Linked DNA regions of Mus musculus: all the other regions are linked to region 1. A link is a contact called in public ChIA-PET, capture Hi-C and promoter capture Hi-C data. All regions are on one chromosome and are shown on one strand. The core of a region is the stretch at or near the end of the contact, and the rest is flanking DNA. Distances in the headings are between cores, read along the strand shown. Region 1 holds the start of Lrif1 (ligand dependent nuclear receptor interacting factor 1). Region 2 holds the start of Pifo (primary cilia formation). Region 3 holds the start of Ovgp1 (oviductal glycoprotein 1). Region 4 overlaps Tmigd3 (transmembrane and immunoglobulin domain containing 3). Region 5 holds the start of I830077J02Rik (RIKEN cDNA I830077J02 gene).

What was found. Promoter capture Hi-C pulls out the DNA fragments that hold promoters and counts their contacts. ChIA-PET counts read pairs in DNA pulled down with a chosen protein or histone mark. Capture Hi-C pulls out chosen DNA fragments and counts their contacts.
Region 2: a contact with region 1 is called in an RNA polymerase II ChIA-PET map of memory CD8 T cells, with 21 read pairs. The contact joins the promoter of Pifo here to the promoter of Lrif1 in region 1. A contact is called at or near these places in 7 of 115 datasets of contacts at active chromatin or transcription factors (acute myeloid leukemia, embryonic stem cells, epiblast stem cells and 3 more).
Region 3: a contact with region 1 is called in a promoter capture Hi-C map of liver, with 7 times the contacts expected there. The contact joins the promoter of Ovgp1 here to the promoter of Lrif1 in region 1. A contact is called at or near these places in 15 of 39 promoter capture datasets (the 3T3-L1 cell line, 3T3-L1-derived adipocytes, the C10 cell line and 9 more), 1 of 484 Hi-C or Micro-C datasets (the G1E-ER4 cell line), 2 of 115 datasets of contacts at active chromatin or transcription factors (astrocytes and craniofacial prominence) and 2 of 9 other capture datasets (liver and macrophages).
Region 4: a contact with region 1 is called in an RNA polymerase II ChIA-PET map of memory CD8 T cells, with 64 read pairs. The contact joins the enhancer-like site here to the promoter of Lrif1 in region 1. A contact is called at or near these places in 4 of 115 datasets of contacts at active chromatin or transcription factors (effector CD8 T cells, large pre-B cells, memory CD8 T cells and 1 more).
Region 5: a capture Hi-C map of macrophages shows a contact between it and region 1, with 7 times the contacts expected there. The contact joins the promoter of I830077J02Rik here to the promoter of Lrif1 in region 1. A contact is called at or near these places in 2 of 39 promoter capture datasets (liver and neutrophils), 1 of 115 datasets of contacts at active chromatin or transcription factors (bone marrow-derived macrophages) and 1 of 9 other capture datasets (macrophages).

What each region holds. Positions count from the first base shown.
Region 1 is chr3:106,720,354-106,724,888 of GRCm38.p6, reverse strand. Lrif1 (ligand dependent nuclear receptor interacting factor 1) reads right to left here and starts at 3,207. Exons shown (of 4, transcript NM_001039488.1): 1 at 2,783-3,207. The coding sequence starts at 2,844.
Region 2 is chr3:105,998,424-106,003,484 of GRCm38.p6, reverse strand. It overlaps Pifo (primary cilia formation), which reads left to right and starts at 1,988. Exons shown (of 6, transcript NM_029604.3): 1 at 1,988-2,158; 2 at 2,242-2,387; 3 at 3,015-3,113; 4 at 3,827-3,957. The coding sequence starts at 2,098.
Region 3 is chr3:105,970,840-105,975,869 of GRCm38.p6, reverse strand. It overlaps Ovgp1 (oviductal glycoprotein 1), which reads right to left and starts at 2,068. Exons shown (of 11, transcript NM_007696.2): 1 at 2,030-2,068; 2 at 1,428-1,457; 3 at 827-1,031. The coding sequence starts at 2,054.
Region 4 is chr3:105,894,240-105,899,446 of GRCm38.p6, reverse strand. The region is part of intron 1 of Tmigd3 (transmembrane and immunoglobulin domain containing 3); the gene reads right to left. Among named protein-coding and RNA genes, the nearest start is that of Adora3, 7.6 kb to the left of the region's middle. Within about 2 kb of position 3,951, at least 231 of the 459 cell types and tissues checked have an H3K27ac peak or open chromatin away from gene starts, as enhancers often do. A contact at or near this core is called in effector CD8 T cells, memory CD8 T cells and pancreatic cancer cells, where this site is marked.
Region 5 is chr3:105,929,617-105,934,456 of GRCm38.p6, reverse strand. I830077J02Rik (RIKEN cDNA I830077J02 gene) reads left to right here and starts at 1,793. Exons shown (of 6, transcript NM_001033780.3): 1 at 1,793-1,899.

The DNA.
Region 1 (4,535 bases), core at 1,958-4,457:
TCTATATGGATATTTTATCACTCATGGATTAGAAATGAAATAATTAACATGTTGGAGGCTAATGAAATTTTATGGTTTTGAAAATAACGTATTTTCATCTGTTAGGAGACCAAACTTTCCCTTCTTGCTATTTATAAAAAATATGTAAGAAGTTATATGTTACAATTCATATAATATTAAATACTATATATTATTAATGGAATAATATCACCATTAATTTTAATCCTAAAAGCCAAGCAATATAGACCTCCACTGTCATCAACATTTTAGCTGAAAAAAAAATACAAGGGTTTAAAATATTTTCAATAACTTATACAGAATTACATGCTTTCCTTAAGGAATCTTATTTATACTTTATATAAAAAGCAAGGTTCAACAATTCAATTGCATAAGTCCAGTTAGCTTATATGGTGTTAATGTCTCTCCAAGTTTACTCTGAAGTTGTAAAGATAAAACTTTACAACCAAAGACATCAACCAGCAATGAAACATTTTCTTCCCAAGTGAATGAAGCCACATGCTGAGAGCAGTAATTTTAACTGGACATTTGTCTTTGTCTCATTTAATTCACAAATATTGACAAGAAAGCTTCTCAATAAATCTTAGTAATTTCCTAATAAGGTATGTGTAATTTTTATTCCATTTCTTTAAATCTAATTCTCTACCATCTTATCCAAGCCCTCGGATTTCTGAAGTCATCTGAAATACAATCTTCATTCTAAATCAGCACGGTCACTAGTTACTCAAACCTATTTTAATCTCATCAATCCTATTCCAAAAATTTTCTGCACACTCAATCTCCAATAGATGAAATAGTTACCAGACCAAAGCAAACGTTAGAGCTATTATGCTACCTGTGGTACACAACTGAGTAAATAAGAATTCAATGCAAATCTTAATAATTAAATGACTACTACACTGCAAATATACAGATTTTTGCATTGTTCTTATAAAACTGAGTTTCCTATTTTTATGCTTGATTAAATTACATACATTAAGTAATAAATATTCTCTATGACAATACTACTCCGAATATGTTATGATATCAGAAAATTTAAGAAATAAAAGCATGAAAATATAACAAGGCACAAGAAAATAAGCCAATGAATTAAAGAAGTTGAAAGTAACCAAAACATAATTGAATTTAAGATATTTTTCTGACTTAAAAATTTGCCAAAATTGTTAGAAAGTGTTTAAAAGAGAGCCCAAGGGCATAATAAAAAACTTTAATGCACCACTTAATCTTATAGGACTGGAAAAGAATATGATCTTAAACACATAAGTTATATCATCTATAATATATCATATACAGGTAAAACATATAAAATTATTGACTAAAAAGCATTTCTTCTACTTTTGCTTCTCTGTATAGGATACAATTTATCTTTAAATTTCCACAAAATACAGACTACCAAAGAGCCGTCTCTATTGCTATATAACAGTTCTTTCTATGTTAACAGCTCACTAGTTACTGTTAATGACTTTGGGGGGGGTACTTGCATAGTAACAGCTTCCTAAAGATTCAGCTACTGGCAAGGCTGACACAGGATGGTCACTTGTTTTTGTTAGAGCATTGTTTTAAAGGAAAATGTGTGTGTGTGTTTTTTTTAAAATCACTATTGGTTTTTCATTGCAATTTGGGTTTGTATATACTTGTAACTAAAAGAAACCTAGAAACAGGACACAAATTCATGTTCTTAAACTTGGAGCAAATATTTAAATAATCCTTTCTTTCTTAAATTATTTCTTTTCTGTTGTTATCAAAATATTCCCTGATACCATTATTTTTATTAGAAAGTGAAACATTAGTCTCATAAATGGTAACAAACAAAGCTGCAATAAACACCAGGTAGATTTTCTTTTTTCAACCACAATCCCCTTTCATCAGTTTTGCTCTTAGATTTTATGTTGTTCATTTACCTTCTACAGACTTACTAATCTTTGCTTCTCAACAAGCACTCATTAACTCTGGAAAGCATAAATTAAAGAATTGTTCCTTAAGGAATATTCTGTTGTTCCTGCTTTTATTTCATCTGGATTAACACAAAATTAAAAGAAAAATGTTACTGGTGATACATTTCCAAACCAAAGACTGTCAGAACCCTTTGTAATCCTAACACGAGGTAAACCCAGGCTGTATTGTGGACAGTCCTGGCTATAGTGAGTTTCCTACCTAACCAGAGCCATACAGTGTTCCAACTGTTCCTTTGTAGAGACAACCAATGAGATGCACCCCTTTTAGACCCGTTTCAAATGTGTTACCTGGAAAAACACATTTCAAGTTTTTACTTTTCTCCATATTAGTTGAAATTTTCAAATACTAAAGTCCCTTGTTCTAGAACACATTTTCTAAGTACATTAAAATGGGACTATTTTCACTTGAAGTTACAGCGCCGCGGGGCTGCACTTGCTAATCCACGATGGGTGTTTTGGTAAGTGTTTGAGATTCTTGGAGCATCGCCAAGTTGGTTTTACTTCCGTGGGTATCTACTTGTTCCGCCTATGAAATTCGAGCGGGTGGCGTAGGGCGCGCTGGGGGCCAGGAGATGGTAGCTGCGTTGTAATCGCGGGCTGCTTTACATTTTGGAGAGGACTGGGAGCCAAGGGCTCTGCACTGGTGTGCAGTGGGTGCGGTGTAAGGAGGTGTGCTGTGATGGCGCTGTGCTCCCACATCCCCGCAGCTAGCACCCGGTGCGCGCGGCTGAACGTCAGCTGACGCGGCCATGACAACCTAAGTCACAGGGTGTGGGCGGGCGCCTGAAGAACTGGGAACTGGTACTTACCAGCGCGAGCCTGACTTTTCCTCTGCGGTTTTCAGAATGACGCTCTGGAGACTATTAGACATTTTAGATGGGTGGGAGGGGATAGGGCAGTGAATACTGGGGGGACAGCGTCCCCAAGTAGGCGCGAACCAGAGCACGGGTGTGGAAGGGCAGCGTCTGAGGCGAGCGAACAGAAGGGTGTGACGGGAGATAGTTGAGAGGGCGGCTCCCCCAGCTTCCGTGGGAAGTGGCTGTAGAAGCCGGAAGACTCCTACCTCAGGCAAGCTCACAGTTTTCCGGCGAGTCTCTTCTGGCTACGTGACGCATCACAGCCAGTCAGAGAGGACGTGGGGGGCGTGGCATCAATAGCACCACCCACGACAGGGCCTGATCGGAGTCTGCGCCCACTAAAACCGAGCTCCTAGAGCCAGGGATCCTAGGCATACAGCTACGTCACATATGGTTACCAAGGCGAATGGATCGCCATGGCCCCGCCCTTATGACGTGGTCCAATCGACAGCGAAGGTTGAGGTCTCTTCTTCCGGATCAAAGGAGGAACTAAAAGAGAAAGTGCTTTCACTGCCTACATGAAATGAAATACTTCCGGTGTCAGGCTTAAATTGTCTGCACTTGTACATGCGCTTTTGCAAGCCAATGTAATAATGTCCTCCTTAGCAGTTTTATTCAGTAGACACAGATAGGCATTTGGTAGTTGCCATAAATTGTTGAAAACCTTTATCTCCCTTCTCATGGCTAGAAGTGATTATTTTTTTCTGTTTCTTGAAGTTTTGCTCTACATTAATCGATTAACCATTTTCTCCATTCCCACACTAACACCTCAGTTAAAACTGTATCTTACTGTCATGTATTCAATTCTTTGAGTGTCTGTGCATTAAATCCCCTGTATAAACTTTTTGAAACTCTTAATTTCCAGAAACCAGCTCTAAGAATTCTCTAGAGTCCTGCAGTTAATGACTATTTGAGAATTGGGATCATACTGTTTAATGGGTAGGAGGAATTATAGTTTAATTAGGTGTGGAATATTATGAAAGTGTTTTCAAAGATAAAATTTTATTTGACATAGGCAATCTTGTATGCTGCAGTGTTCAAATTCAGGACACTGATAAGGTAGACAATTTGAAGGTTTATATGGTTATTTAAAAATGGAATTACCAGGCTTAGTGACACACATATGCAATTCTAGCGCTTGGAAAGTACAAGCAAGACGATAGGGGCTTTAAGATCACCCTTGGCTACTTAGTAGAAGGCCATCAAGAACTACATGAAATCTAGTCTCACAAAAAGGGAAGAAGAAAGGTTTACTCATACCCCTAACTGCTAAACGTTAAAGATTTTTAAGAACTTCAGGTTTTGATATGTCAAGAGAAAGTATCATTTTCCTATTTTTGTATAGCACATTTATTTGACAATAAAGTACCCTGTTCTCATACTAAAGACATCAGGAAAGATAGGCAGACCTTAATGCTTTCAAGCTTTATGGCATCTTTTGTCTATGTAATCAAAGTTACTAGGAAAAAACAACAATGACAACAACAACTAAAACAAACAAACAAAAAAATCAAATGCGTTTTGCTACACATTGCTGTGCACACCTTTTATTCCAGAACTCAGGAAGAGGCAGGTGGGTCTCTGAATTTGAGGTCAGCCTAGTCACCAAAGTGAGTTTCAGGTTAGCCAGGGTTATACAGTGAGAACCCTCTCTAAGAGTTTGTGTGTGTCTAAGTGTGTGTGTGTGTTGTGTGTGGGGGGGGGG
Region 2 (5,061 bases), core at 739-3,238, 720 kb after region 1:
GAAGGAATGACCATCCAGAGACTGCCACACCTGGGGATAAATCACATATACAGTCACCAAACCCAGACGCTGTTGTGGATGTCAACAAGTGCTTGCTGACAGAAGCCTGTTATAGCTGTCTCCTGAAAGGCTCTGCCAGTGCCTGACAAATACAGAGATGGATGCTCACAGCCATCCATTGCTTTGAGCACAGGGTCCCCACAAAAGAGCTAAAGAAAGGACCTAAGGAGCTGAAGGGATTAGCAGCCCCATGGGAAGAACAACAATATGAACCAACCAGTACACCCAGAGTTCTCTGGGACTAAACCACCAACCAAAGAGTACACATGGTGGGACTCAGGGCTCCAGCTGTGTACATAGCAGAGGATGGCCTAGTCGGTCATCATGGGAAGAGATGGTCCTCCCTTGGTCCTGTGAAGGCTCTATGCCCCAGTGTAGGGGAATGCCAGGGCCAGGAAGCAGGTGTGGCTGGGTTGGGGAGCAGGGGGAGAGGGGAGGGGATAGGGGGGTTTTGGAGGAGAAACCAGGAAAGGGGGTAACATTTGAAATGCAAATAAAGAAAATATCTAATAAAAAAAATCTTAGCGGATGCTCACAGTCATGCTCAAGGAGCACAGGGTCCCCAATGAAGGAGCTAGATCAAGGACCCAAGGAGCTGAAGGGGTTTGCAGTCCCATAGGAGGAACAACAATATGAACCAACCAGTACCCCCAGAGCTCCCAGGGACTAAACCACCAACCAAAGAAAACACATGGTGGGACTCGTGGCTCTAGCTGCATATGTAGCAGAGAATGGACCAGTTGGCCATCAATAGGAGGAGAGGCCTTTGGTCCTGTGAAGGTTCTATACCCCAGTATAGGGGAATGCCAGGGCCAGGAATGGGAGTGAGTAGATTGGGGAGCAGGGGAGGAGGGAAGGGATAGGGGATTTTCAGAGGGAAAACTAGTAAAGGGTTAGATGTAAATAAAGAAAATATCTAATAAAAAAATCTAAAAAATAATCTAAGGAAGGAAGGAGAGAGGGGGGGGGAGGGAGGAAGGGAGGGAGGGAGGGAGGGAGGGAGGGAGGGAGGGAGGGAGGAAGGAAGACACACAGCAGCATGGGCCAGACAGTGTGTCTTGTTACCTCCTATACCTGGACAAGTCGTAAAGCTACCCTAAAACACAGGGGAGAAAAGTTCTTGTTTCTGCACAGGACAAAGTTTAATAACAAACATTCTGATGTTCTTTCTCTCAGTAGTATGAAAAAGCTCAAAGGTTAGTTGGCTGTTATCTATGTGATGAAAACCTTTTACGTTGACAACTGCTAGGAAGTACACACTGTGTGGTTTTGCTTCCACAGCCTTAAAACACTCAGCAAACCTGTCAGTAGAATTATGAGGATACTGAGACTTACAAAAATGTTAAATTATTAAGCTCTTCAACAATGCAAATGCACTCTTAGTGTTCCACTGAGAGCCATTAGCTTTTGAAAGCCTCCTACCCACACGTTCCTGCGCTCTCCTACCCCTGCACCCCTACACACACACACACACACACACACACACACACACACACACACACACACACGATCTCAGACTTGAGGAAAAAGAAAAACGGATCTAAAATGGACCTGATGGGGTCCTTGCTGTCAGCGCAATCTCAACACCCACCTGCCCCACAGTCCTCTGCTCCAGGCATCGTTCAGAGGCACAATCTTCCTCACTTGTCAGCACAGAGTTTTCTCCTTTTCTGGTCCCCGGAGTCCAGACCTAGGGTGATCTGAGCCCCATAGACCTACCTTTACAGCAGTGTATTCTTCGTGGACTTTTCCAAAGAAGTTTTCCACACACTCACCCATGTAGCCCTTCCACCTGGTGCCTAGCTGGTGCCACCCTCTAGAGTTAAGAGCCTCAAAGCTTAGATGTAACTTGACCTGTGTCCTGAGCAACCTGCTGCGCAGGCGCGCTCAGAGCTCTCCGCGGTTCCGTTCCCTTGGCAACGTAGTACACAGAGCTAATCCTAGCACCCTGCAGGATGTGCTTCAGCAGAATAGGTAAGGAGAGTAGCAGAGATTTACAGAGCAGACAGCAGAAGAAGGGTAAGAAGAGCAGGAGAGATGAACACGGAGGAAATACCGGTTGCTCCTCCGCTCCGTGGAGTTACACCTGCTTTACAATGTAAGAGTTGGCAGCACGGTCCCCTTGCCCCATGCTTCCCTCCACCCACGTGCTCACCTGGAGTTTCTTCTCTTGATCTTTAGGGAAGGTGAATAATTACTCCTTTGGAACACGTCAAGCGAGGAAACTCTTTCCTCACTACCATCCCCCAACCTGGCTGGGGAACCTGTATCTCCCTCTTAGGGGAATGCCCCACACAGGCCCTGGGTGTTATGCAGCAGCAACAGATGTAAGTATTCACTTCCCCTTGGGTGGGACTCAGTTTCCTGTCTACAGCAGGATGCATAGGTGTTCTGGGAGAAAAACTGCTCTATGTGTAACTTTAATTTCTGGGTCCCAATATGAGACAAGCTGTAGAGCCTATGTGTAAACTACGATAGTTCGCCACTTTCCATCCCCCACTAAACGCAAGCTTGTCTTCATATAATCCCTTCCCTGTCTTCACTTCCAGCGCCCTCTTGAGCTGTCAGTCAGTACAATCTTCAGGCTGACTCTTCCATAAAAGTAAATTCAGTTGTTGACAGCTCTAAAGACTGAAGCCATTGGGATACACAGAAATTCATGTGTTTGTCTGTCCAGCCACACCTCTTTGCAAAGTCACTTGTGTCATTTGTTGAACTCTATGCTTTTGACTATAAAAGAACCAAGACAAGGTGGGGGAAGGCCATGTCTTGCAGAGAAGTTTACACATTCTGTATTCACTCCACTTTGAAGGCCGTTCTAGGATTGTGTTACTAATTCTGATGCTTTTCTTCTTTCTCCACCCCACCCCACCACCGCACCACCACCACCCCAACCCCACGCCCACCCCACCCCCCACCCCACCCCGCCTTCGTTCTCTTCCTTCCACTGGAAGTGGAATGGTTTGGCATATAATCTATCGAAAGTCCCAACCAGTACGAAAGGCTATGCTATTGGAGCCAGGACAGCTGTGAGGTTTAAGCCAATCAGCAAGGTAATGTTCTGGGATTGTTCTGGGTGGATCATGTGGCAACATAAATTTATGTTGAGACATTAACACAGGTAGATGATTGGGAAGCAGGGAGAAAAGCCCTTCACTAAAGAAATGGATCCAAAGCAAGGTTTTAATAACCAAAAGTTGAAATTGAGAACCTACATACATCACGTTATCTTGTCAGTTAAAGGATAAATTCCAACTTTTTTACTTTGTGGTATATGTGTCTGGCTAGATTTCAAGTCTAATTATGTGGGGGGAAATCTTATCTTTCTTTTTCTGATGTAGTTCTGAGCCTAGACTGCACCAGGCAAATGTGCTTTCACTGAGCTCTAACCGGGCTGCATAAGTTCCTACTCTCTTATTAGTGGTTTTCCACATAGACAGTCAAGGACTGGAGATACTAACTATAAAATTCTCCCAGTGGTAGACTGTACCAACTAACATTGGTTCCTTACCCATACTAAGTTTATTTCTGTGTGTTGTATGTCATTATACAACTTCCCCAGCCCCATACTAGGTTTTTGCCTACAAGGCCCTATTTCTACATCTTTGACACACTAACCTGTATGTAGATGACTTATAAACAGGATAAAAATGACTCTGTTTTGTTTACCTTAAGTGATTTGTGTTAAATTATATCTTATCAAGATATAGATTATATCTTATGAAAGATATCTGTATTTAATCCACTAATCTTTTTGTGATTACAGGATGTGACACCATACCCAGGGATGTATCAGAAAGTTGATACTTTGAGTGAAAAACACAAAAAAAGCTTTGCTCCATTTAATATCTTGATGCCTCGATTTAGGAGTGCAGCAAAGGGTGATTCTTACCCCGGGTATGTCTACTGCTTACTGTGCATTTCGAAGGGAAATAGGAAAAGAAGTACATAAAGCAGGAATTACATCCAAACTTTCTCAGCTAAATCTTTAAAGATTTGATATCTAACTTTCCAGGTCTCTGGTACTGTTTAGGTTGTAGAGTCAGTTATTAATTCAGTAGATATTTGCTAATGTGTCCGGCGGTTTTGTAGCTTCCATATATCATTCACTATACCCACCAAACAGGGATCCTGATCTCCTGGAGATTACATATTAGAACTAACAAACTCAGACATAAATACTCGAGAAAATATCAACAGTAGTAAGAATACTAACCATATAATTCACTAATCAAACTTCAACACTTCCACGAGTGAAGTAGGCCAAGTGACAGTTACCCCAGGACAGTAGCATAAGCCCTGTCACGCTCACACCTGAACATGTGGTGAGCTGGTGCTGTCCTATAGAGAGAGGCATTAGAACAGGATGTAGAGCGATACGCTGGAGGCTACTTTATCTGAGATTGTTAAGGAAAGCATTCAGCAAGTACTATTGGATCTGAGACCTGAACAAATAGATTAAGTCATTTCTATGAAGGTGTAAAGACAGAGCAGAAAGAACCACAAGCACAAAAACTTTAAATTAAGAAAGAATTTGATGAGGTCGAAAAGGAGAGACATTATCATGGCTAGGGTATAGTGAGAAGGAAGGAAATATCCCCTCACAATAGAGTCTGTAAGAGGATTACAAACAAAGGCAACCCAAAACTAATCTCAGTGACAAGAAAAGCAAATGGTTCTGCTTTGCTTGTCCCTAGATTGTAGGCTAGGTTGTTGCTGAATGTCTTTCATGAAGTTCAGATCTTGGGCAGCACTTATCTGTCATCACAGTGGGTCTCTGACCACTCACTCTTCTGGTATCTGCTGGCCTGTCGGCTGAGGACACTGAGTTACAGAAATATTCTTAAACTAGAGTCTGTCATTACCCTATTTGGATGTTGAGGCTGGTTTTCTTTAACCTAATGAGAAATAAAATAACAGGGAAATGATGCTCATGTTTGCCTGACATCAAAAGGCTAGTCCTCTTTTCCCAAAGACTGGTAAGATGTTTTGTTCAGTCAT
Region 3 (5,030 bases), core at 819-3,318, 750 kb after region 1:
GGGAATGGAGTAGGGGATATGAAAAGAATAGGAGAAAGTATGTGGAGAAGATCACAGTAGAAAAGAAAATAGAGGAGACTGATCAACCCAAAGACCATTACAGCTCTGAGCATCAAGACTCTACAAAGTGGCCCAAGCTCCTCCACGTCTCCATAATTTTTCCATAAAAGAGAGACAAGTCTAGAACGTTTCTAGCCATTTGTTTTCTTACTCAACAAATATTCACTGAGTAATGATTATGTGCCTTTGAGTGCTTGAAACACAACAGCAAACACATAGACAAGCATCCCACTTCCTGGGAGCTTGACCTGCCCATCACTCTCTATTAATATAATAACAGACCTTCCCTTGGGCAGAGAAGGAACCCACAGGCGCCAGACAGGAAACACTTCAGCACCTCCTGAGCATCAGCTTCTTTGTGTATGCCCTAACTATTCTGTGTTCAAAGAGCTCCCCTTAGAAGAAAACTCACAGCCTGGCAGTTGCAAGAGGCAAGAACTTTAACATTTGTTGAGTATTTGTGATTCTCAGGACCTCTTTGAAGCACATTAGCAGCATTAACTCCTCACAACTGGGCTCAAAGGGTGAGCCAAAGTTTCCCAGGAGAAAGGAGCGTGAAGACACTCAGGAAGAGGCAACACTACCAAGTCATCAAGGCAAGGAGGAGCTCAGGTCAATGGAGAGCTCTTATGTCAGAGGTACTCAGATCCCCATTTGAGGGAAAATTGAATTAGAAAAACCAGGAAATTTTAAGAGTAATAAGAGTTGTGGGCATAATCTCCTTCAAGCTATAAAATCTGAGAACTCAAGTACACATCTAACATACCTTTCCTTGAGTTTGTTGAACTCTGGATAGAGAACGTTTTCATCCTGCAGATTCTTGGCCACAATCTGATTGTTGCTCATTGAGGCAAAGGCAAATATCAGATGCGTACAAAGAAAGGGGTCCAGGTCATGGGGCATGATGGAGGCAGGGCCTGGCCGACTATGTGCCCAATTGGTGAAATAGCACACCAGTTTGTAGGCAGTACCTGGCAAGAAGAGCAAGTATTAATCAGCAGAGATCATGGGGCAAGAAGGGAACTCAGATTCTTGACAGTAGAGTGAGTCAACAAGCCTAATCAGAGACCAGGCCACTGTAACAGCCTCCATATCCCCCGTAAACATACACCAAAGCTGCTTATGCATGCCCCCAGACATCCTGACCTTTTGCTGAGGCTCCAGAGAAGAAAGAATGCCTCATGAGAGTAGATCCTGGCACATAAGGATACATACAAACAGCAAATAACCAGAGTCCTGTGTTGGATTGTATTGGATTAATAACCTCTGGCCAAGGAGCCATGACAGGCAGAGGTTCAGGAGACGCTGAATAGAGATTTCCTAGCCAGAGAATCTCCCTGGCTCTGGAGGAGAAGTGGTTTCCTCACCATCACTGTGTTTCATCAGAAGAACCAGCCCTGCAGGAAATGAAGAAATTCATATACACACATGCAGAGTGCACACTCCACACACCCTCCAGTTAGCAAGTGCCCTCTCCAGCTCAGCACCATGTACACATGTAGACACACAAATAGAGACATGCATCAGTCACTGGTTTCCTCTCCTCCAAAGCTAACAGAGTGGAACTAGTCTAAGCTCCTTTTCTAAAGCACATCGCATGCTACATGTACCTGCTTTGCATAGGGACAATGATGGTTAGAAGTGTGTGCTAAAGCTCTCGGCCAGTGATTCTCAATTCTGGCTACAAATTCAAAAGTACGTACACACACGCGCACGTGCGCACATACACATCATAGCCCTCTCATCAGAAATTTCAAATTAACTGGTCCAAGATGAAGCCCAAGCATGAAAACCACCAGGTTGGAGAACTACTGCCCAGCCCCTTCCTCCACAGGTGCCTTTCTTTTCTTTTCTACCCCACATTCACATAATCCAGCTCCCTAAGCCCCAGGTTTCTCTGCTAGGCACTAGAGACAAGACAAACTGCTATCTCCTGGACTATGTCATTGCTAGGCTCTGTCACACTCACCAGCCAGCAGCAGCAGCCTCCCCATCTCAACTGCCTGGTAGCTCTGGTGATGAAGCTCAAGACTCTTTAATAGGAGTTGGCTCACCTGCAGCATGGAGTCAGCTACACGTAAGCACCACGCCAGAAACAATGATTCAAGAGTCACAATGACCGCTGACAACTTGAACTCTCTCTCCAGAACAGCTGTAGTTCTCAGAGCCAACAAATCAATATCCCTGACCTGACACTAGCAGGGAGTGAGTATTCACCACAGGCTATAACAAAAACAAATGCAGTAGCCCTGAGACTTGTCTGGCAATCAGTCCCATTTCCTGGTATCCAGCTCTGCAGTTGAGATGGAGGAGACCTAGGACATGATGAAGTCTATACAAGATTATCAGGAAAACTGTATCAGAAAGTTTCAAAGCTTTGGCTTTGGACTAAGGCTTTTGGCTATTTAGGAAGTTTTATAGTTTTGGATGAGTTACTGAGCCCCAAAGTTTCCACACATAAAAGAAAGCCTGTTTCCCACATATAGTTTGTTCTTACTTCGAAGGAATTTATGAAAACTAAAGAGATGTGAAGACTATGGTTTGCATAAAATATAAGTTTAATTACTTACAGATGTCATTAGCAAGTTGCTCAAAAGAGCAGGATGCTCAAAAGCAAATACTGACACTTCTGAACAGGTGAAGTAAACACACTAAAACAGCATTTTATATGTTTTCTACATGACAGAGTTCAGACCCAGTGTCTACTGGGCGAACATATGAGCCAACTATGAGGTGACCTGAGCCTCAGGTATATGAATACCCAAGAACCAATTTTAAAGAAACTCTACAATCATGAAAAGTTTTTGTTTTTTTAAAGCATAAATCAGGTATCTTTGATTCATTGGTTTTCTTTCTCTGTTCCAGATGGCCTCAGACTGTGTAGCCTCTCTAAGACAGATGCTGCTGTACATGGAGCATCTATAATAGGGGGTACTAAGCAGATCTCAGGGCAATGGAGGAGAAAGGAAAACAGTGCCCAGTGGTCAAATCTGTTGAACATTTGTCCTTCATTTGTGGGATGAAATAAGCAAGAAACCTCATAATTTTTAAACCAGTAGTTTATTTGGGTACCAAAGAACAAAGACAAAATATGTAGAACATGGGTGTGTGAGTGTGGGCTTTATTATCGAACAGACCCTAGAGCCCCTTCCTGCACGTACCATCCCTGGGGCCCCATTCGTCCTATCTGTTTCGTGTACCATCCATTCCCACATCCCACTTTTGACCTAAATCAGCAAGTACCCCCAAGGCCAACATAAGTCAGGATTGGCAACACCTAGTAGCATTGGCTTAATGACGCCTAATGCCTTTTCACTCTAATGACCATGCATGCTCCTCTTGCATCCCAGTCACCATTCCTGTGCTCCAGTTCTTGTTACTGGGTCTATGACTTTGCAACCGGATCTATAAACTATTGGTACATCTGATTTCTGGAGCCTCAATGTTGTCAGGGTCCCTCTAACTCATGGCCTGAGGCGCTGCTGGTTTTCTTTTAAAACCTTGACATAAAATGCTGGTCTCTACTTCTGAGACTTTCTGCATGACCGAGGTGCCCCACTACACTGCTGCCAGGAGCACTAGCTCTCAATGTAATCTGCCTGCCAATCTGTACCTAACCTCTCCACATGCAGAGGTATATGGTGCCAAGAAAGCCAAGACAGAACAGGAATGACCTCTGACTAATTCAGGGGTGACCATACCCCAAAGCTGGCAGCTCTGATTCTGTATGCACAGTGGTTGAGAATTGTCATGTTAAATGGGGATTACACTGCAAATCAGTGTGCTCTGTCTGTTCACAATCTTGTTCCTTCAGGCCTTGGGTGGCGGGGGGACAGCTGATGCGAATGTCACACATCTACTGGCATTTAGAAAATATTTCTTAGCATTTAGCCTATTCTTATGGGGGGAAAATACTAATATATCTTACTTGGATAACTGAAAACTTCCCCAAGGCATCATGACTCCTCATATTTCATTAAACTAATGGAGATGAAGGCAGAAACACAATCGTGTAGTGCTTTGGTTTCAGTAAAACATTTGACTCAAACTTTGGAGACATTGTGAATAAATTGTGGAAACATGCTTTAATCAGTTGCGTAAATACTACAAAATTCTCAAGAATATTGACATTTCTTCTCCAGTTTTGTAGCTGCAGTTTAGACAGGAACAATTCTGGGTCAGAATTTTTGACTGAGGGTTGGTAACAGTGACCAGCCCAACTTGGGATCCATCTCAACAGGAAGCTCCAAGACCTGACACTATTACTGATGCTGTGGTGTGCTTACAGTCATGAGCCTAGCATGGCTGTCTTCTGAGAGGCCCAACAAGCAGCTAAGACAGATGTAGATACTTACCAACCATTGGACTGAAGTCAGGGACCCCTGTGGTTGAATTAGGGAAAGGCTGGAAAAGGCTGAGAGCAATCCCATAGGACCAGCAGTCTCAACTAACCTGGACCCCTGAGATCTCTCAGACACTGAGCCACCACCAGCATACACAAGCTCATCTGAGGCCCTAATATATACAGCAGAGGACTGATGGGTCTGCCCTCAGTGGAAGATGGTACCTAATCCTAGAGAAACTAGAAGCCCCAGGGAGTGGGAAGGCCTGGTGGGGTGGAGGAGGAATGGAATGAGGAACTGTGGGAGAAGGGACTGGGAGGGGGACAACTGGACTGAGGAAATAAAGCCATCAGTTAAAAAAAAAAAAAAAACTGACCTAAAAAATTCACAGTAACCCTGAATGAGCACTTCTTTGTTAGCCAATAACCTGTTTAAACTGGTCTGTTTCCCACTATTTGTTATAAAAGATGATTGTTGGCTAAGCAAGAATTTTACCTCTTATCTTCATATCGAGAATGTTTATTGCATTAGAAAGTGTTATCATACAAAGCAATGTCTTCGCAGATCATGTTGTTTTTTACTGACATGTTCTGAGAGCACATCACTGCTCCTTAAGACTTTTATAAC
Region 4 (5,207 bases), core at 2,702-5,201, 830 kb after region 1:
CCTTGAGCCTCTTCATATCCCAGCCTCCTCATTCCAGCCTCAGGCCTTCAATTACCCACCCTGGTATTTTTTCACTCAAGTAGGGGACTCCCGCAGTCTCTGAAGTTCATCTCTGATTCCACACAGGTCAACTGTGAGTCCTGATGTCATTTTCAGTGACCTTTACGTAAGCACTAACTAGCACGTGCAGGAACGAACCCGGGATAGAGCACCGCCAGTCCTAGATGTGTATAGTGGGGCTGTGCCTTGGCCTGCTTCTTCTCAACCCACCCTACCCTTAGATGAATTGAGCACATTCTCCTGGAGAGAGCAAGAAACCAGCAACCTCTACCCCTTCGATGACACGTCTTCTCTTACTCTACAAGGTCCTTCTATCACGAGTGTGTGAACCCTGCCATTGACAGGGTGCTAAGTGACACAGCCCAGGCTCCTTGCTTGGCGTTTTATACCTGTCACTTATAATCGTGTGCCAAACTTAATCGTAAGTGCTGCTAACTCATTTCACTGGTGAGGAGACCACAGCCTGGTGCGAGGTGGCTTTCAGGGAGCAAGTGGCGGAGCTGGGATCTGAACCTGCATTAGTTACTTCTCAGATTTCTTTGACAAAATCTTGAACAAAGGTAACTTAAAGAAGGGAGGGAGGGAGGGAGGGAGGGAGGGAGGGAGGGAGGGAGGGAGGGAGGGAGGACAGTTACAGTCAACTACGATGGGTAAAGGCCAGAATCTGAGTCAACTATCTTAGCCCTTTCCAGTGAATCACACAAGAATAGGCCAACACCAATTATACCAAACATAAACTGTGACTGGGCAGAAGCTCTTCAGTGTGGAAGGGTGTGCATGATCCATGGGTTGGGCCAGCTACTGAGAACTACTGAGAACAGGATTTTTTTTTTCTTTCTTTTTTGCCAGTTTTCTGGTTTCTGGTTCCTCCTCTTAGGCTGTGGAGTAATGGAGGGCAGCCTGCCAATCCTCCCTCAACCTTCTCCACCCCACACCCCTGCATCTAGTCCATGGGCAGACAGCATCAGGAAACCACATTACTTTACTTCCCGCTGAAGGGTTCCCCCAATAACTTTATTTCCCTCGGCTTTTCATTAAAGCTATTGTTATACAGAGTCTGTCTCAGCATTTCATCACGGTTAAAGATACTACATTGTTATTGCTTATACTGAAGGTTTAAGAGACCTATTTCCCCGAGGAGGTTCTAGGAAGGATGTTGCTCTTCTAATACCTCTCCTGCTCTGTTCATTAGCTTGGTGGCGTAGGTTGTTCCTGGGCAGCCAGGAGCTCAGAGTGGGTCAGCACAAGCCAGGCTTGTCTCAGCAAAAAAAAGACTTTTCTAGAAAAGCTGCACGCATTGTCTCAACTTCAGGCTTCTAGTATCCTTTTTTAAATTATTTTTTTATTTTTATGTGTGTGCACACACTTGTGTGAAGGTGGCATAGAGACCAGAAGTCATCATCACTTGCATGCAGCTGGAGTTACAAGGCACTCAGAACCACCTGGTGTGAGTGCTGGTAACTGACATCAGGTCCTCTCAGAGAGTAGTGTCTCAGCGTTTCTATTGCTGTGAAGAGACACCATGACCACGGTAACTCTTTTTTGTTTTTTTAAATGTATTTATTTATTTTATATTTGTGAGTACACTGTAGCTTTACAGATGGTTGTGAGCCTTCATGTGGTTGTTGGGAATTGAACTTTTTAGGACCTCTGCTCGCTCCAGTCAACTTTGGTCACTCAGTCCCTGCTTGCTCCAGCCCAAAGATTTATTATTATACATAAGTACACAGTAGCTGTCTTCAGACACACCAGAAGAGGGCATCGGATCCCATTACAGATAGCTGTGAGCCACCGTGTGGTTGTTGGGATTTGAACTCAGGACCTTCGGAAGAGCAGTCAGTGCTCTTACCCTCTGAGCCATCTTACCAGCCTTATAAGCAACTCTTATAAGGAAAACATTTTACTGAGCAGGCTTACAGTTCAGAGGTTTTATCCATTATCATCATGGTAGGAAGCATGGTGGCACGTAGACAGACATAGTGCTGGAACAGTAACTGAGAATTCTACATCTAGATCAGCAGGCAGCAGGAAGAGACCATAAGCCACTAAACCTGGCTTGAGCTTCTGAGACAGTGACAGTTCCTCCAACAAGGCCACACCTCCTAATACTGCAACTCCCCTATGAACCTAAGGGAGCCATTTTTATTCAAACCATCACAAGTTGCCATTGCTCTTGTTTGTTTGTTTGTTTTAAAGATTTATTTATTATTATATGTAAGTACACTGTGTTTTTGTCTTCAGACACACCAGAAGAGGGCACTGGATCCCATTATAGATGGTTGTGAGCCACCATGTGGTTGCTGGGAATAGAACTGAGGACCTCTGGTAGAGGAGTCAGTGCTCTTAGCCGCTGAGCCATCTCTCCAGTCCGTGGCAAATGCTCTTAACCACTGAGTCAAATCTCCAGCCCTGGCTCCTGGTATCTTAGTTGTCATGCTCTGTTCTTTTATTATGAGCACATGCTTTTGGGAAGACTGCAAGTCACAAATAACGAGCACATAGAAGGAACTTTGGTGTTGCTTCCCATTCACCCATAGGGATTTGTGTAATTCTAAAAATAAAATACCCAGCCAGATGCATGCTTGGAATCCCAGAAGTTGGGAGGCTGAGGCAGCTTGATCTCTGTGAATTCAAAGCCAGAGCAGACTGCCAAGGTTACAAAGTGAGACCCTGTCTCTAGAAACAAGAAACAAAACATGGCAAAGCTGTCATTTTAATTGAGTATCTTGGAGAGGACTCAATAACAGAGCTTGGGGCACTGATGCCCAGAAGTATCCGGGATGGTGCCACCCACGGCACAGGCAGAACCCACTTACCATTGTATGTACAATCAACTCCCAAGAAGGATCAAAGGCGCTGGTGGGCAGCCAGTGGCCCCTCCCTCACTATGGATTCCATTTCAGCTTATGCTATCCTCTCTTTGAGCACTTTTATGCTACTTTGGAGTTAAATTGTTTCTCCCACTTCCTATTCAACTTTGGACCTCCAGGAGCCTCTTATAACACCTGGCAACATGGGAGACCTGTTTTATGTTGGAGCTGAATGCATATATTATTCCCAGGTCTGTCCCCACCCTACCCCCACACACATCCCACCCCAGCCCAAGAGGGTGCTAACCATGTCACTGTGTTGGGCAGAAGCTGAGAGGAACGAGAGGGTCCATTTTTTGTTTCTTTGTTGCATCTTTTCCCTGCAGTCTTTTGGGGTTATGTTACTCAGTCTGGTTAAGAGGCCCTTAGAGAGAATGCCTTACAAGACAGTTTGTGGCTTCTCTATGCTTGTTTACCACCACACGTCCATTCTCTCTTCAGTGTGATTTGTCTAATCTGATGCCATGGGCACCCTGTTTTCTGTGTTCCATGATCAGAGCTCTGTCATTTGTTCTTGGCCCTGTTCTTCTTGCTTTTTCTGTAGGGCTTAGAACTGTTCCTGGTGTTACACTCATCACTTTTCTTGTCCCAAATCAACATTCACAGTGAGATTTTAGAGCACAAGTGTGCTAGAAGTGGAATTGAACATGAGAGGAAACTGGTGCCCAAAGTGACTGGTTTGAGGTCAAAACCGGCTAGCCAGAACATTTAGCTCCTTGTTTATTCTGGTGCCCACCTCGCTGAGCCCACAGATGAACACCCTAGGACCACCCAACCAGACAGTGATCCACTGCATGTATGTGTCATGGCCAGTCTCCCTGCCCTGTCCATCCAGGTTGATGTGCCAGCCAGTCATATCACCTCTTACTGGAAGTTACCTTCCAGACCTTCAGCACTCAAACCTGTGCCAGAGTTCTCTGCCTCGGTGAGATTCCCGCATCGAACCACCTCCTGTCCCACTCCATGTACACACAGGGCTTCTGCCTCCAGGTGTCAGGCCTGTCCCACTGCATTTATGCCCTGAGGCCCAGCCCCGGGGAAGAAATCAAAATGGGCTGGCTGCCAGCGAGTGACTCAGACGTTGAACATGCCACGTCCTTCTTGCTTTGTGAGCTTTGTTTCTAAGCGGATAACCTTGGCCACATTGCCCAATCTCCCATGTCTTTAATTCCTCTTTGGTGAAGGAGGAAGATTATTCTTTGGGACCTGAAAGAAGTAAAAAACACCCAACATCTGGGGCAGGGTCTGGACCACTCTTAGAGTCCTGCACCCATGCTCTTCCTGTGGGCCTCATGGGCACCGGGCCAGTGACTCCTCATGAGGTGCTTGCTGGTTACTGAACCAACAGGAAGCGTCTCTATACCCACAGACCCTCTGTGAACCGTGAACTGCAGGCTGGCTGTGCCCCTGAGGTTGGAATGGTCTAGATGTGGCTTTCCTTGGCACCTTTCTCTCGTCTTTTGTTGAAGAAGCTTTTTGCTCCAAATCCTCTGTTGGTTTTCTGAGCTTCAGAAACTGGACTCACCCGAAGGCGATGGCAGGACGGCGATGACGTCTTCTCCTATCTTCTCTACTTGCCAGGAAGTGAGTGGCTTGACCGCATGAAGAAGCTTGTGCCAGGGTTCAGCTATGAGACCGCCCCCCTTCGTGAGCCCAGGCAGAGGCCAGCCTGGGGGGTCTGACTGCAGGCAGTTCCTAGACAGGCAGGATGGAGCACCCGCAGCCACAGGGGCCTCTCCGTTGCTGCAGGTGAAGCCTGGCTATCTCAAGAGCCCGCCCTATTCAGAACCATAACCACAGTTTCTGTGTCTTACCTGTCACTCATTCTGGAGGGCGTGGCAGAGCACTTGGCACTTTTCAAGGCTATAAAAAGGCCACCTTCTGGGCAGGGTGTGAAGGTTGATGAATATTATGGTCACCTCCTGCCAAAACAGCTGCTTGACAGACATGAAACGCACGGCACACAATTTACGATTTAATGCGCAGCCTATTCATTTGTGTCTGCACTTGATCCTGAATACCAAACACTTTCTAACCTTTCATTAACCTTGGAATAGATCCTGACTGTGAAGGGCCAAGGAACCAGAATGACTCTCCAGTCATTCCCGGGCCTCCAGGAGAATGGCTCTTTCTGACCTGAACCCTCCAGGATGACTCAACTGACCCACTCTGGGCCCTGCCAGATGGAAGCCAGATAGATGTTGTTTTGGTGGCCCCGGCTGCAGCAGAGGCCAGCAGAAGTCTAGGTCACTGCAGATGGTCCAGTCTCTGGTCCTT
Region 5 (4,840 bases), core at 544-3,043, 790 kb after region 1:
GCTGGTGGCAACCACAGTCAGCTCATGTTTCTCAAATCTGTCCCCTCTCCTCTCCAAAAAGGTCTGGTTATGTAACCCAGGCCCTCAAGCTTGGAAATCCTCCTGTCTCAGCCTCCTGAGAACAAGATTTATAGATATACCACCACATCCAACTCTCTCGATTGCATCTGGAGGCCATACCTAGTGAGTGATACTTACCATCTGGTTTACGTGAGTGCAGTCTCATCTTCACTCAATGAAACCTAGTGACTGCATACAGGTTTAAATGTAAAGACCTCCCACACTCAGACTCAGCTCATCTGTGTTTACTCTTTATAGCTTCTCCTACCAGTGCTTACTCCTACGCCATTGGCAAGATCCCAAATACACTGCCTAATCCCGTCCACCAATCCTTAGGTGGTTTGTGGCATCTGCCTGATAGTATTTTCCTAGTAAATGCTTATAAATAAATGAATCTTGGGTGCTGGAGAGAAGACTCGGTGGTTAAGAGCACTGACTGCTCTTCCGAAGGTCCTGAGTTCAAATCCCAGCAACTACATGGTGGCTCACAACCATCTGTAACAAAATCTGACACCCTCTTCTGGAGTGTCTGAAGACAGCTACAGTGTACTAACATATAATAAATAAATAAATCTTTTTTTTTTAATTCTTCTATAACATTGTTTAATACTTGCAAGTTTGAATAGGTAAATTTCTTTTCATTTTTTATTAGATATTTTCCTTATTTACATTTCAAATGCTATACCGAAAGTTCCCTATACCCTCCCCCTGCCCTGCTTCCCTACCCACCCACTACCACTTCTTGGCCCTGGCATTCCCCTGTACTGGGGCATATAAAGTTTGCAAGACCAAGAGGCCTCTCTTCTCAATGATGTTCCAACTGGTAATAAGGACAAATGTTCCACTATGTTCATAGCAGCCTTATTTATAATAGCCAGAAGCTAGAAAGAACCCAGATGTCCCTCAACAGAGGAATGGATACAGAAAATGTGGTACATTTACACAATGGAGTACTACGCAGCTATTAAAAACAGTGAATTTATGAAATTCTTGGACAAATGGATGTATCTGGAGGATATCATCCTTAGTGAGGTAACCCAATCACAAAAGAAGTCACTTGATATGCAGTCACTGATAGATAAATCTTTTTTAAAAATAAAATATATATATATTAATCTTCTGTTCCCTCCAAAGGTATTTCAATGCTCTGAATACACTTGAGTTCCCACTGTTTAATTTTGACAGGTAACTCTTCATTTTTCTATCTCAGCTTCATCTCCTTCATCAGGCCAGATGGAATTTATAAAGGCCTTGCTGTTGGTGATGAGGTCATACTGGTGTCAGTAAACTTCGGGGGTGGGGGGAGGGCGTTAAATAATAAACTCTTCCCTAGAAATGAACTTTCCTCGATCTTCTGGCATTCATGTGTGAAAATGTATACAAGCAACTCTTATGGCTTACAGGATCTTTAGAACTGTGCCACAGGGTGGGGTGGGGCTACGGCTCGCTTGGTAGAGTGCTTGCCTCCCTTTCATGGAGATCTGGGTTTAATCCCAGCACCACACAAACCAGGCATGGTGGTTCAGGCTGTGGTCCTAGTATTCAGGAGGATCAGAAAGGCAGTATCATTCACAGCAGGTGGAGACCAGCCTAGCTCTGTGAGAAGAGAGCCAATCTAAAGAAAAGGAAATGAGGGAAAGGGGAAAAAAAAATACCATTGGCCTCAAAGAGGAAGTCTGTGCCTTGGAGCTTAAACATATCTTTGCGACACAGCCTGAGGGTGACAGTGACAGTGGGAGTAAACTTTGTTTCATCATTTCTGAAAACCAAGACTAGGAACAGAAAAGTCAAACGCTCAGTCTCACAGCTGCATCGTATGACTGGAGTCTTTCTGGAAAGGTAAAGACCCTTCTAATCCAGACTAAATAATTGCCCATCAGAGGACATTTTAATTATCTGTTTAGTGCTGGCTTCTGATGTTGTTCTTTGGGTGGGGGAAGGGTTACATTGGAACGGCTGTGTTGCACAGGCCTCACCGTATGGAGTGTGAGTCTCTCATGCCAGATCAAACTGCAAAGAGCATTGTTCTTGGCTCAACTTTCTGCTTCTGACAAATGCTTGGATTATTGTTATTCTCTTCTGGGATTAAAAAGTGTGTGTGTGTGTGTGTGTGTGTGGTGTTGTGTACATATCAAAACCAACTTTCAAGTCACTTCTTTCCTTCCACCTTTGCATGGGATCTAGGAAACTCAGCCTTCCAGAGTTGTGGGGTATGTACCTTTACCTGCTGAGCCACCCCTCTTGCCCGTATTTTGGTTGGTTTTGATCTGTTCTGTTCTGTTTAGACAGGGTCTCACTATGTACCCCTGACTGGCCTGGAACTCAGGCGCTCCTGAAATTTAAAGAGATCGGCCTGCCTCTGCCAACTTGTGGGATTAGAGATGTAAACACACCATGCCAGGCTCCCTTTGAATTTTTTGGACAGATTCTGTGTAATCCAGGCTAGATTTGACCTCATGGCAATTCTCCTGCCTCAGCCTCTCCAGTGAGTGCCAACACACCTGACTAGATTGTTGTTTTTAAAGGTAAATATGTTTGTTGGGTTTTGTCACCTAGATTTGTAAGTAGCTGTTTCTCTGTGGTGTTGTCATATGACCTAGTCTGTTACAGTAGGGTGGCCTAGGATTTTTTTATGTGCTAATATTTCTTTGAGTTGCTTCTTTATATAGAACCACTCCTGCAAAAGCAGAGGTATCAGTAGCTCTAAATGTAAGGTCTAGTGGAAAGTCATACTCCTCAGGAAGAATACATTTCAATACTTTCTATTTTATAGAACATATAAATGTATACTATAATAAAATACAAAATATGCTAATATTTTATGGTGTTCTCCAATGAATACCATTGACTTATTTTATTTTATTTTGAGACCGGTTCTCCCTATTCATAGTGACTGGCCTGTCCTAGAATTCACTATGTAGACCAAGCTGATCTCAAATCCACAGGCATCACTTCCTATGCCTCCCAAGTGCTGGGATTAAAAGCATGTACCACCTCACATGGCCAACATGAATTTCAAAAGGAACCAAAAGGTGATAGAAAAAGTGTTACCCCTGCTCATTCTGGGTGGACCATGGTCTTCCTGTTCTCACAGTTCAGACTTCCAACCAAATTTTCTTGTCAGCACTTCCCTTTTGCTCTGACAGCGACAGATACAAGAATGCTGAATGGTGAGCTACGGTATAATGCTGCCTTGCTATTGCTTTAATGACACTTGGGGACAGGAATCCTTCTTAACCTCTCTTCCCCTGCCCCCATATCTAAGGATAGGCATATTCACTTATAGAAACTGACTGGTTAAAGCATATGAGCCACTTATGGCATTTTTCTAAGTAAATTGCCTTCGGACTCAGAGGATTTGTAGAACCCCAGTGTTTTTTTAATGATGGGTTTGCCTAAATATGAATTAAAGTTGTGGCCACCAAAAAGTAACTAGGGTTGTAGCTGACATTTTACATGTAAAAGTGCCTGTCTCGCTGTTAGTTATTAAAAACATTGGAAAACATTTGTATAAGCATGGAACTGATTAAGAGAGTCCAGTGTCAGGGCTCGAGAGATGGCTCAGTGCTTAGGAGCACTGGCTGCTCTTCCAGAGGACCCAGGTTCAATTCCCAGCACCCACATGGCAGCTCAAACCATCTGTAACTCCAGTTCCAGAGGATCTAATACCCTCACATAGACATGCATACAGACAAAACACTGGTGCACATTAAATAAGTAAATACACCTTTTTTTATTTTATATTTTTTATTAGGCATTTTCCTCATTTACATTTCCAATGCTATCCCAAAAGTCCCCCATACCCTCCCACCAACTCCCACTTTTTGGCCCTGGCGTTCCCCTGTACTGGGGCATATAAAGTTTGCAAGTCCAATGGGCCTCTCTTTCCAGTGATGGCCGACTAGGCCATCTTTTGATACATATTCAGCTAGAGTCACGAGCTCCGGGGTACTGGTTAGTTTAAATAAATCTTTTTAAGAAAAGTAGAAGAAAGAGAGGCAGTGTGGTCAGTCTGAACCTGGTGGTTTGCTTTCTCACGGGTCTGCTTGCCGGTTTCAGTTCTTCCTGGCCAACTGTTATTTGAAAATATAGAGAACTTCCAGAAATGAACAGCCCTATGTGTTGAAGAGCTCTTATCATGGTCTATCGATGGGATTACACCATTTTATTTTAGTTTTGAAGCTCACCTTGTGATACTTTCTAAAATAAACGTCCCAGATGTGGCAGGTATAAGAAAAACCACAATCTGTACTGCGCAGGGGCTGAGGCTCTCGTTGGTCTTTGACATCTGCACAGCATCTTACCGAGTATCTCCCACACACGTGGTGAGGAGGCCGCTGCTCAGAAAAGCCTATCACCACTAAGAGTGTTCTTAAGGGTTTTAGAAGTATGCAAGAATGAGCATAACATGCTGAGCAGGAATGAGGTCTGGCCTTGAATGAGGAGCAGTATTGCAGGCAGCTTGAATAAATCGCAGGTGTGGGGCTAAATGGAGCTACACAATGCTAGCTACAGCTAGCAATGTGTACTAGGAGTCCAGGTGAGGGTACTTTCCTGACTTGAGATGCTTTACAGTTTTGTGGTTTGCCTGGGTGTAATCTGAGCACCACATGCTTGTCTGGTGCCCAGAGAGACCAGAGAATGGTGTCTGATCCCTTGGAATGGGAGTTAACAGGTGGTCGTGAGCTGCCGTGTAGGAGCTGGGACTCGTACCTGGGTCCTCCAGAAGAGCAGCAAGTACTCTGAGGCACTGAGCCAGCTCCCCACCTCATCTTTGCGT